Linked DNA regions of Danio rerio: region 2 is linked to region 1. A link is a contact called in public Micro-C data. All regions are on one chromosome and are shown on one strand. The core of a region is the stretch at or near the end of the contact, and the rest is flanking DNA. Distances in the headings are between cores, read along the strand shown.

Region 1 (4,720 bases), core at 586-3,085:
CAATCAGGCCTGTGCATCTCTATCAGCTTTATCTACTTTTGCAAAAATGCTTTATTGGAAAGCAAAGCATAGCACACTTATACAGAAGTTCAGTTAAAATCACCTTTAAGAAATACAAACACAATTGTTTAATGAAAAGAAAACAGACAAAAATAGACATTTCAAAATCTTTTGTAATTTCTTTTTTACAATACTTGAAAATAAACAATCAAAATTGAATTATTTGTAGATAATTCTATTTATTTAATATCTATTTATTATTACTTTTTTATTTAAATCATTTTAAATAATAATCTTTTTAAAGTTTCAATTTATTTATTTATTTATTCATACTACATAACAGGCTGTCGATTTGCTACATAAATGATGCTTACTATGCAATAAACATAAATAAAGGCATTAGCAAACTTTTTCGTTAACGTAAATTATGTAAAGCATATTTATAAAAAGGTCTTAAATTTCGAGTACAGTAATTAATATGTTAATAATAAAATTAATTCACACTAACACTATAAAAAGTGGAAATAACTTTAAATGCAACAAGTGAATAATGTCATTTTAATGTAAAGTCTAAAAACTGCTTAAATACAGCTTTGATTAGTTATTCTTGATTCCAAAAATGTTATTCTTTCTTGACAATACGCACTTTAAAACGCTACTTTTACGAATATTTATGAGAAATGGAAATAATTTTGGCCATCATAAATTGGAGAAAAACTATTGTTTCATAATGGTATTTTCAGTTGTTTTACCAGTTTGGATTTTTATAAATTTCATGAACAATCAGACGGACAAATAAAGCAAACAGTATGTAAGTTTTTTTCATTTGTCATTTGATACTTTGTCAATCTGCATCTCTCTCTCACTCTGCCTGCCAGATTTGGCATAAAGCTGGTACAGCAGGCATTTGTCTTGGACTGGCATACAGTATGTTTTCCAAACATGGCCTGGGTTTGGCAGAGGTGGCATCGTCTTATAGGTGGCACTCAAGACTAACATTTGGCCTAGATGTTAAAAATTTTTATGTGATCAACGTAAGTTTGGCCTAAATTGACCCACTTTTAAAATACGTTTAAATTATTTTTGAGAAGAAAAAAAATTAAGTCACTTCAAGAAAAAGCATGACCAAAAAGTGAAATGCTAAATGGGTTTATCAAATTTATTGCAGTCATGCAGTCAACATATCTGGCCCAGTTATGGGTTCTTAACTTGGCTGAGACTTGGACCAGATATGGTCCATGTTTGGCCTTTGTATGGAAGCCAGATTTGGTCCAATCATGTACTGTAATTTATGCAGCATGTGGGCCAATCAAAAGCTGATTGTGTGGGCCAGAGAAATTTTGCTATGTGGGTACAGTATACACATCAGTGTCAGTGTCACAGTGCTTTCTGCTGACACCACAAAGTGCTGATTGTCACTGTTTATTCTCACAATGTCAAGTGAAGCATAAATCAAGTAAATTGTGAACTGAGACTTTTTCCTTAGATTTTTTCACTTCTGAAGTGGCTTTAAAAGGGTCTCGCCTCTTGTGTTTGCCAAGTAAATCCAACTTTTTTTCAAACCCCCAGATGCTAAAAAAAGCAACAACACAAAGCCCCGAACTTCAAGAGCATCTTCAGACCGCAACAAAACAGCATTGAGTGCACACACATATATTTGTAACTTAAATGCTGACATACATCGAGACTGCAAGACTCGCTGCTTACTATAGAGTGATAAACTTCTAACACATGGCAAAACTATTAATGACACATCACAAAAGCCCACACACTACTTTCAAATGCACTGATCAGAAACAGTCCTTTCTCACACTGACATGTAGAGGCATGAACACATATAAACAGAGATCAGGCCTCCTTACATAGCCTTAATGTGAATCAGAGCTGGGGACGGTAACCACAAGCCTGTTAAAGTGAAAAGTGAGAACAAATATCAAAGACATTAATCAAGAAAACATGAATGAATCATGACACTATCATCAACTTTTAATTCTTTCCTCCTGACTTCCATTTCAGAAATGTGACCGTTCACTCTTAAAGTCCCCATGAAATCAAAACTAACCATATGATTTTGTTAGCTCACATTGCTAGTTTTGTGGTGAACAATTCATCTGTGCATGTCATTAAGAAAAAAAATGTTTGCCCTTCTAATCTTAAATTGAAATCTAAAAATGCATTTCCTGTTTGTTTTCAGTTCAATTGTCAGATTACGTACAGTTGAAGTCAGAATTATTAGCCCCCCTGTTTATTTTTTCCCCCAATTTCTGTTTAACAGAGAGGTTTTTTTTAACATTTCTAAACATAATAGTTTTAATAACTCATTTATAATAACTGAATTATTTTATCTTTGCCATGGTGACAGTAAATAATATTTTAGATATTTTTCAAGACACTTCTATACAGTTTAAAGTGAAATTTAAAGGCTTAACTAGGCAGGTTAGGGTAATTAGGCAAGTTGTTATATAACGTTGGTTTGTTCTGTTGACAGCCCAACAAAAATTTGCTTAAAGGGGCTAATAACTTTGACCTTAAAATGGTTCATAAAAATTTAAGAACTGCTTTTATTCTAGCCAAAACATAACAAATAAGACTTTCTCCAAAATAAAACATATTATCAGACATACTGTAAAAATTTCCTTGCTCTGGTAAACATCATTTAGGAAATATTTTAAAAATAAAAATACAAATCAAAGGGGGGCAATTAATTCTGACTTTAACTGTATATCTTAGGAATTGGACGTGGCTTACATTTTTAACCACGCTGCTCCAACTGTCAGTTTTGACAACAAACAGAAATGGTGAGAAGGAGGAGTTTAGTGTTTAGTCTCTTCCCAAGCCCTTTTCCCCAACTTTCTGAATGAAATGCCCACTTTACTACATCCATTCAGCTTGCAGCAGAAAAAAACATGCCACGCCCATTGGTTTGCCTTTCCATATTGTTTCTCTAGGAACTGTCACAATAAAATAAATAAATAAACAAAAAAAAGTTGCAGCTTCCGGCTCATGTGGACTTAATAAAATAAAAATTCCAGGAGGAGCCAAGAATAAGGGGTGTAAATAACTGTTTCAATTAGTCAGGGGTTGATAATAGTTTTCAAAGTATACCGCGGTTTATAAAAGTCAAGGTTTTAAAACAGACAAAATTTTCTGTTATACCATTCCTAAGGTGTGTGTAGAATTTTTTATTCATATATTTTGTTGTTGTTGTTTTTTTAAAACAACAGAATCTCCAGCGAAAAGATATCCAGACGCCATTTTAAACTAATGAAGACAGCAGATGTCAATGATTCATTTGAATTATTTAGCCTGACATGTTTACTGCTCCAAAATACTGTTTTTTTTTTAAATATGTTTCTTAAAATAAAATATATTGTCTTCAAAGGGGAAAAATTTTTCTGTTTTTTTACCCAGACACTTAAAAAGAATATATTTTAGAGCAGTAGTGAAAATACCGTTAAACTGTGATACTTTTTATCCAAGGTTATTATATCATCAGAATCCTATACCAGCCTATGCCTAGTTTCAATAACTATGTTATATATTTTATTAGAAATGTTACTTGGGCAAATAAACATTCCTACATTTTACATGTGACTTCAGTATTCAAAACTTTTGAAGCCACTGTGCGCCACAAGTGTCAACTGTCATTTTTATCAACAGGAGTACAGCTACTCTTATTACAGTCACAGAAATCTCATCTTGAATTCATTCATCCACTCACTTCAGCTGAACTGACAGTGATCTGATGCCTGGCCAGCGTCCAGCTGAATGTGTGTGCAGCAGCAGATCAGAGAGAAAGTGAATGTGTGAGTGTTCGTCCTGAGGCAGCATGCCATAAAGTGAGATTAGTGGTCATAATCTGCTGAAGCATGTGTGTTAGTGTCTCTGTGGTGTGCGGTGGAGAGGTTGAGTCCTGCTCGCTCACCCACACAAATCTTAAATCTCCATTTACCTTAATACACACTGGAAAAAAGTTACCAGAAGACCAAAAGCAACACGTGAGACTCAATCTAAACAGTTTGATTTCTGTTATCCAAGTGTTGTGAAATAAATCATACACTGTAAAACCAAACAGTGAAAACACTAATAGAAATAAAATAAACTTATAATTTTTTACAAGTTAATTATTAGTTAGTGAAATTAGTAAAAAAGTGAATTAATTAAAAGAGTTTTGGCAACTCATAAACTAATTATATTAAGTAGAACTCAAATCGAATCAGTTATGAATCCATTAATTCTGTTTTATGCTAGAAACAATACCAAACCATTTGGGTACCTGTAGCTAGTTTTTTGGACTTAATTTGTTCAATTAAATGAACTTAAATTGTTTAAGTAATTAATCATTTATGTTTGACAATATGAACACAAATAACATGTGTATATATATGACTCAAAATAAACAAATATATATATAAGTTTGCAGAACTGAAATCAATTGGTTTGAAAAACTTAATTTTCCACAATCGGATGTTTCCTCAAACAGCTTGAGTTACCTTAACTGTTTTACAGTGTACTTAAAATTCTTATTTGAATTCAATATCGCAAAACTAAAGAAAATGACGAATTATTAGCCCTCCTGTTAAATTTGAATTCTTTTAATATTTTCTTCTTTAATTTCAGTTTAATGGAGCAAATATTTTTTCAACACATTTCTAAACACTAATTTTAATAATGAATTTTTAATAATGAATTAGTTTTATCTTTGCCATAATGAGAGTGC
Region 2 (4,720 bases), core at 693-3,192, 420 kb after region 1:
AATGCCAGTTTAGCCAATTATATTTCAGCACCGCGGGTGGCCTTTGTGGAAGACCGTGTATTTCATTCATTCAGTCAGAAAGGCACTTAAAGTATGCGCCTGTGACCGAAATGTGACCTCCGGTGGACAGTAGCAGACTCTGAAATGAGAAGCAGATTCGGCGTTCCATATGAGGTCATCAGTAATTAGCAAATAACATAAACATTCCAAATGTATACATTTGTTAAGCAGGTTACATTGTAACACCATGTCCGAACAACACGCTACATGACGAGATTTGCAGTGATAAGCAATTTGGCTGTTGCACCAGACAAAACACAACAGAAATTTAAATACAGCCATTCAGAAGCACTGAAAATTGCACTCACTGCAAAACGAAATGGTAAGGTTTATAATCTAATTAATACATATTAATATTAATATTATTGCCGTCTTTCGGATGAGACGTTAAACCGAGGTCCTGACTCTCTGCGGTCATTAAAAAAATCCCATGGCACTTCTCGTGAAAGAGCAGGGGTGTAACCCCGGTGTCCTGGCCAAAGTCCCTCTATCGGCCCTTACGATCATGGCCTCCCAATCATCCCCTTCCACCGAATTGGCTCGATCACTGTCTCTCCACTCCACCTATAGCTGGTGTGTGGTGAGCGCACTGGCGCCATTGTCCTGTGGCTGCCGTCGCATCATCCAAGTGGATGCTGCACACTGGTGGTAGTGTGGAGAGACCCCCCTCATGATTGTGAAGCGCTTTGGGTGTATGGCCATACACAATAAATGCGCTATATAAATACACATTAAATTTACATTTAAACCTTTACCTTTAACATTATTAAATGTACATGCTAAATTACTGATATGTGTTGGCTTGCACTAAGTCACAATTCTTTGACAATTTATAATAAATATATAATTTTAAATTTAAATTTATAAAAGTTAAATAGGTGAACTATCTGCTGCTGCTACTTTCATGCAATAAATGGCATGTAAAATGGCATTCAAACGCTCATTATTAGCATTTAACATGGAATAAAGCACATGAGGTGTAACTGAGGTGATCATTGTCAGTTTATTCTGTTGTTCAGCTGCAAGGATTAGAAGCCTTTTCTAAAGTATATATTTCAGGTGTTGGTTAGAACAAAAACTCATTTTAATATGGAAAATATTCCTTCTATTGCACTTTATTGCTCATATTTAGAACATAGTTTAAATCAGTCTTTAGTTTCAATAGTCAAGCACACTCTTGTTGCTGTTGTCAATCTGGCAACCTGTGCTTGCGTGTTTTAAACCAGGAGTGCAATACCAAGTTCAACCACTGGGTGTCAAACTTACATAATTGGCTGAACTATGAGTGGATATCCTCCGACTGGATGCAATCAAACAATGAAGCTAAACAACTTGAGTCTGTGACTGCTATACACTATGCAATTTATTTGAAATCTGCATTCTCTGACTTTTAGCAGCTAGTTTTGAGTAGGTTGAGTTTAGTACTGTGTGTCAGCCACTTTATTCTGTCCAGTAAAATATGTCATATAGTAGTGCACTGAAACATCCACAATAAAGTGCTCAAAACTATGCAGCAAAACATCAGAGTGCAATTGTTTTTTTTTCTGTTTTTTTTTCTTTTCTCTAGGAACTTATCTGCATTAACTAATTTGCATATTTCCATTAGTGAACCAGGTGGTAAGATACCACAAAACAAACAATTCTACCATTCTCTTTCTTTCTGAGACCAACATCTGTGTCATTTCTCACACTTCTTTCAGTTAAACAAACACCAAGATGTATCTCAAACTGTGAGAACCATTTGTTTGTGTTGAAATCAAGACAGAAAGTATTGAGAAATTGCACAATCGAGCATTTTCTCAGGCTTTCTCACTGTTTCATGGGACCTGTGCTCATGATAAGAAGGGACCGGTTCGCAAGTGAGAGACGATGAGAAGAAAGGAAGGTATAAAAGAGAGGGAGGAAATAGAAGAATGAAGGAAATTGTGACGGAGAGGGGCACATCTGGGCTGCGTATATAGTGCCTTTTCTTGCCTTTTTTTCCTGTGTGTTATAAAAAAAGAGAGAAGTTGGACGAAGCTAGACTGACGCTAATCTCCCGGAGGAAAATGAAATAAAATGGCCAAGTTTTACTACAGTGTGTGTGTGTGTGTGTGTGTGTGTGTGTGTGTGTGTGTGTGTGTGTGTGTGTGTGTGTGTGTGTGTGTGTGTGTGTGTGTGTGTGTGTGTGTGTGTGTGTGTGTGTGTGTGTGTGTGTGTGTTTAACGGTGGGTGTGTTTAACGGTGGGTGTGTTTAACGGTGGGTGTGTGCCCATGACTTATATCTCATGGGGGAGGACTGAAATAAAGTTGCCAGCAATCAGACCACCTGATTCTTGGAGCCACAGTGCCCCCTTTTGGTTCATAAAAACTTCACCACCACATTACCATGCAGCCACTATCCCAAACTGCCCTTGAATGCTGCATTGGTGTTCTCATATACTTTTAAATGTGTATTTTATTACATATGCATGCATATTTGTGGGTGCGTGACCGAGTGGCTCACATTTCCTGCGTCTTTGTTTATAGTTGAAGTTTTCATAGAGTTCTATGGTATGTAAGTGGTTAAGTGTCTGTTTTACTGTTGAATGTTCACAGGCAGCCTATACTGTATGTGACACGTACATCTTATTTCAGCAGCGTTGACTGTACCTGTTTCATCCTGCAGGGGGAGGTTAATAAAAACTTTATAACTTTTAAACTTTTATAACTTTTGTATAACGTTTTTGCCATTTTTAGACGGGAAAAGGTATTTTAAAGTCTAATCTTAGTAAGGGGTCATATGCTTTTTTTGCTAAAATGAGAGTTGTAGTGTGGTACTTTTTTAAACAAATAATGGAGAGATGTGCACAAAGTAACACTTTTTGGTTTTGGCCAAATAATGAACAAAGTAATGGGGTTAGATAAACCATATATATATATATATATATATATATATATATATATATATATATATATATATATATATATATATATATATATATATATATATTTTTTTTTTTTTTTTTTTTTTATATATATATATATATTTCTTTTTTTTACTAACGAAATACAAACCTCTTCTACAAATGAACAATGAATTTATGCTCGCCAGACTCATAGTTTCTGTGCAGTATTGCCAAAATTACCAGGAGTAAAAATGTTACTATTTACCTCACCTGCGAGCCAAGTTGTAACAGTCAGAGGGTTATTTGTAACATGTGCTTAAATAGCAGATTTCACACAATTAATTTAAATGCAGATTACTTTAAATAGTAGCTATATTTCCTCAGTACTTGGCTCAATTTTTTATTCTACATAACACAGCATGTTTGTTTGTTTATTTATTTATTTATTTATTTATTGGATAAACACATTTGGATTTATTTCCATTATTACCCATTTATCCATTAATATACAATGCATTTATGTGCATTATAGCGATAAAAAATTCTATTTAAAAAATATTTTCTATTAAAAAACATTTTGATATAAAAAGTTCTTAACATAATAATCAAAATTCCAAAATGATTTTGTTAGTTTATGGTGTACACTGTGGTTGTTCAATAGAGAAGATTAGCACATATTCAAAAATATGAATGACAAGTTTTTGGTATACTGTGCTCAAGTAATTACTTAAATCGTTTAAGTAAAAAAGTATAATCATTAGCTCATTAAAAAAAAAAATCAACATTACAAATTCTAAGAAAAAAAACCTACGTAAAACAGTAGAACTTGAAGACTCCGTTTTGTTTTCTACACAGACTCATATTTATAATTAACATTTGCTTTCTCTATTGCCCCCCATTTTGCCTGTCAAATAAAAATGATGTGTGTTTTACATACATGTTGAGCAGAGACAGAGGAGTAAATAAGAAATGTAGTCACCGCAGATGGATGGCTGAATGCACACAGAAAAGGAGAGATCTGTAGTTATGAAACAGGGTGAAACAAGACAGGATGTCATAAACATGTCTTTCAGGGTTTGTCTCTGAGGACCACAGTGTGTTCATTGAGAACGTCAACACCCATTTCTTCAACACTCACTCTTACAGTGTGTGTGTGCGTGAGCGTGAGCGTGCACGTGCGGAGATATGCTTGTTGTACACCAGAGCCGTATGTTTGTTTTTCAGAGCCGTAATGGGAATGCCAGGTGTCATTTAGCCCAAAGGGAGAAAGAGCATTTCCCCCAAAACACACACACAGATTCATGCGGTGAATGCAGACACACTGCGGATACCTCTTCATCTCTGATACTTAATCACTTCACAGCGGGATGCACAGGAAACCTTGCTTAAGACTCAAGTTTCTCCCATGCTTAAGAAAATATGAGTATTCATTCAGAATATTTCTTCATTTCTGTCACCCGATTTGAGTTTAGGTTCTATTGTTGCCTTTGGCTTGCGTAGTTGTGGCTTAAAATATGCCTAATATGCAGAAATTCGATTGATTTCTAAATAGTAACTACACTAGTGAAAGGGACTAGGCCAAAGATTTATGAAAGAATGAATGAATGAACGAACGAACGAACGAACAAATGAATGAACTACACTAGTGTTATTGGAAAAAAACAAGTAGTTATAACTGCTTGTAGATCAACTAAGTCTGCTTCATAATTAATGATCTGTACATATTTTAACTGAACTTAATGACAGCTAAACAGAGCTGAATATAATCTAGTTGTCTAGATTAATCTAGTTGA

The links. Hi-C and Micro-C count contacts between places; a contact is called where the count stands out from the background.
Region 2: a Micro-C map of caudal fin shows a contact between it and region 1, with 9 times the contacts expected there. The contact joins two enhancer-like sites. A contact is called at or near these places in 2 of 18 Hi-C or Micro-C datasets (caudal fin and an unstated tissue).

Annotation. Positions count from the first base shown.
Region 1 is chr20:25,073,001-25,077,720 of GRCz12tu, forward strand. It overlaps LOC141379564 (a long non-coding RNA gene), which reads left to right. Exons shown (of 3, transcript XR_012396420.1): 3 at 1-134. It also overlaps a transcript of pdgfra not described here. Among named protein-coding and RNA genes, the nearest start is that of gsx2, 41 kb to the left of the region's middle. Within about 2 kb of position 1,836, at least 2 of the 62 cell types and tissues checked have an H3K27ac peak or open chromatin away from gene starts, as enhancers often do. A contact at or near this core is called in caudal fin, where this site is marked.
Region 2 is chr20:25,492,344-25,497,063 of GRCz12tu, forward strand. All of the region lies in intron 5 of scfd2 (sec1 family domain containing 2), which reads left to right. Among named protein-coding and RNA genes, the nearest start is that of rasl11b, 130 kb to the right of the region's middle. Within about 2 kb of position 1,943, at least 12 of the 62 cell types and tissues checked have an H3K27ac peak or open chromatin away from gene starts, as enhancers often do. A contact at or near this core is called in caudal fin, where this site is marked.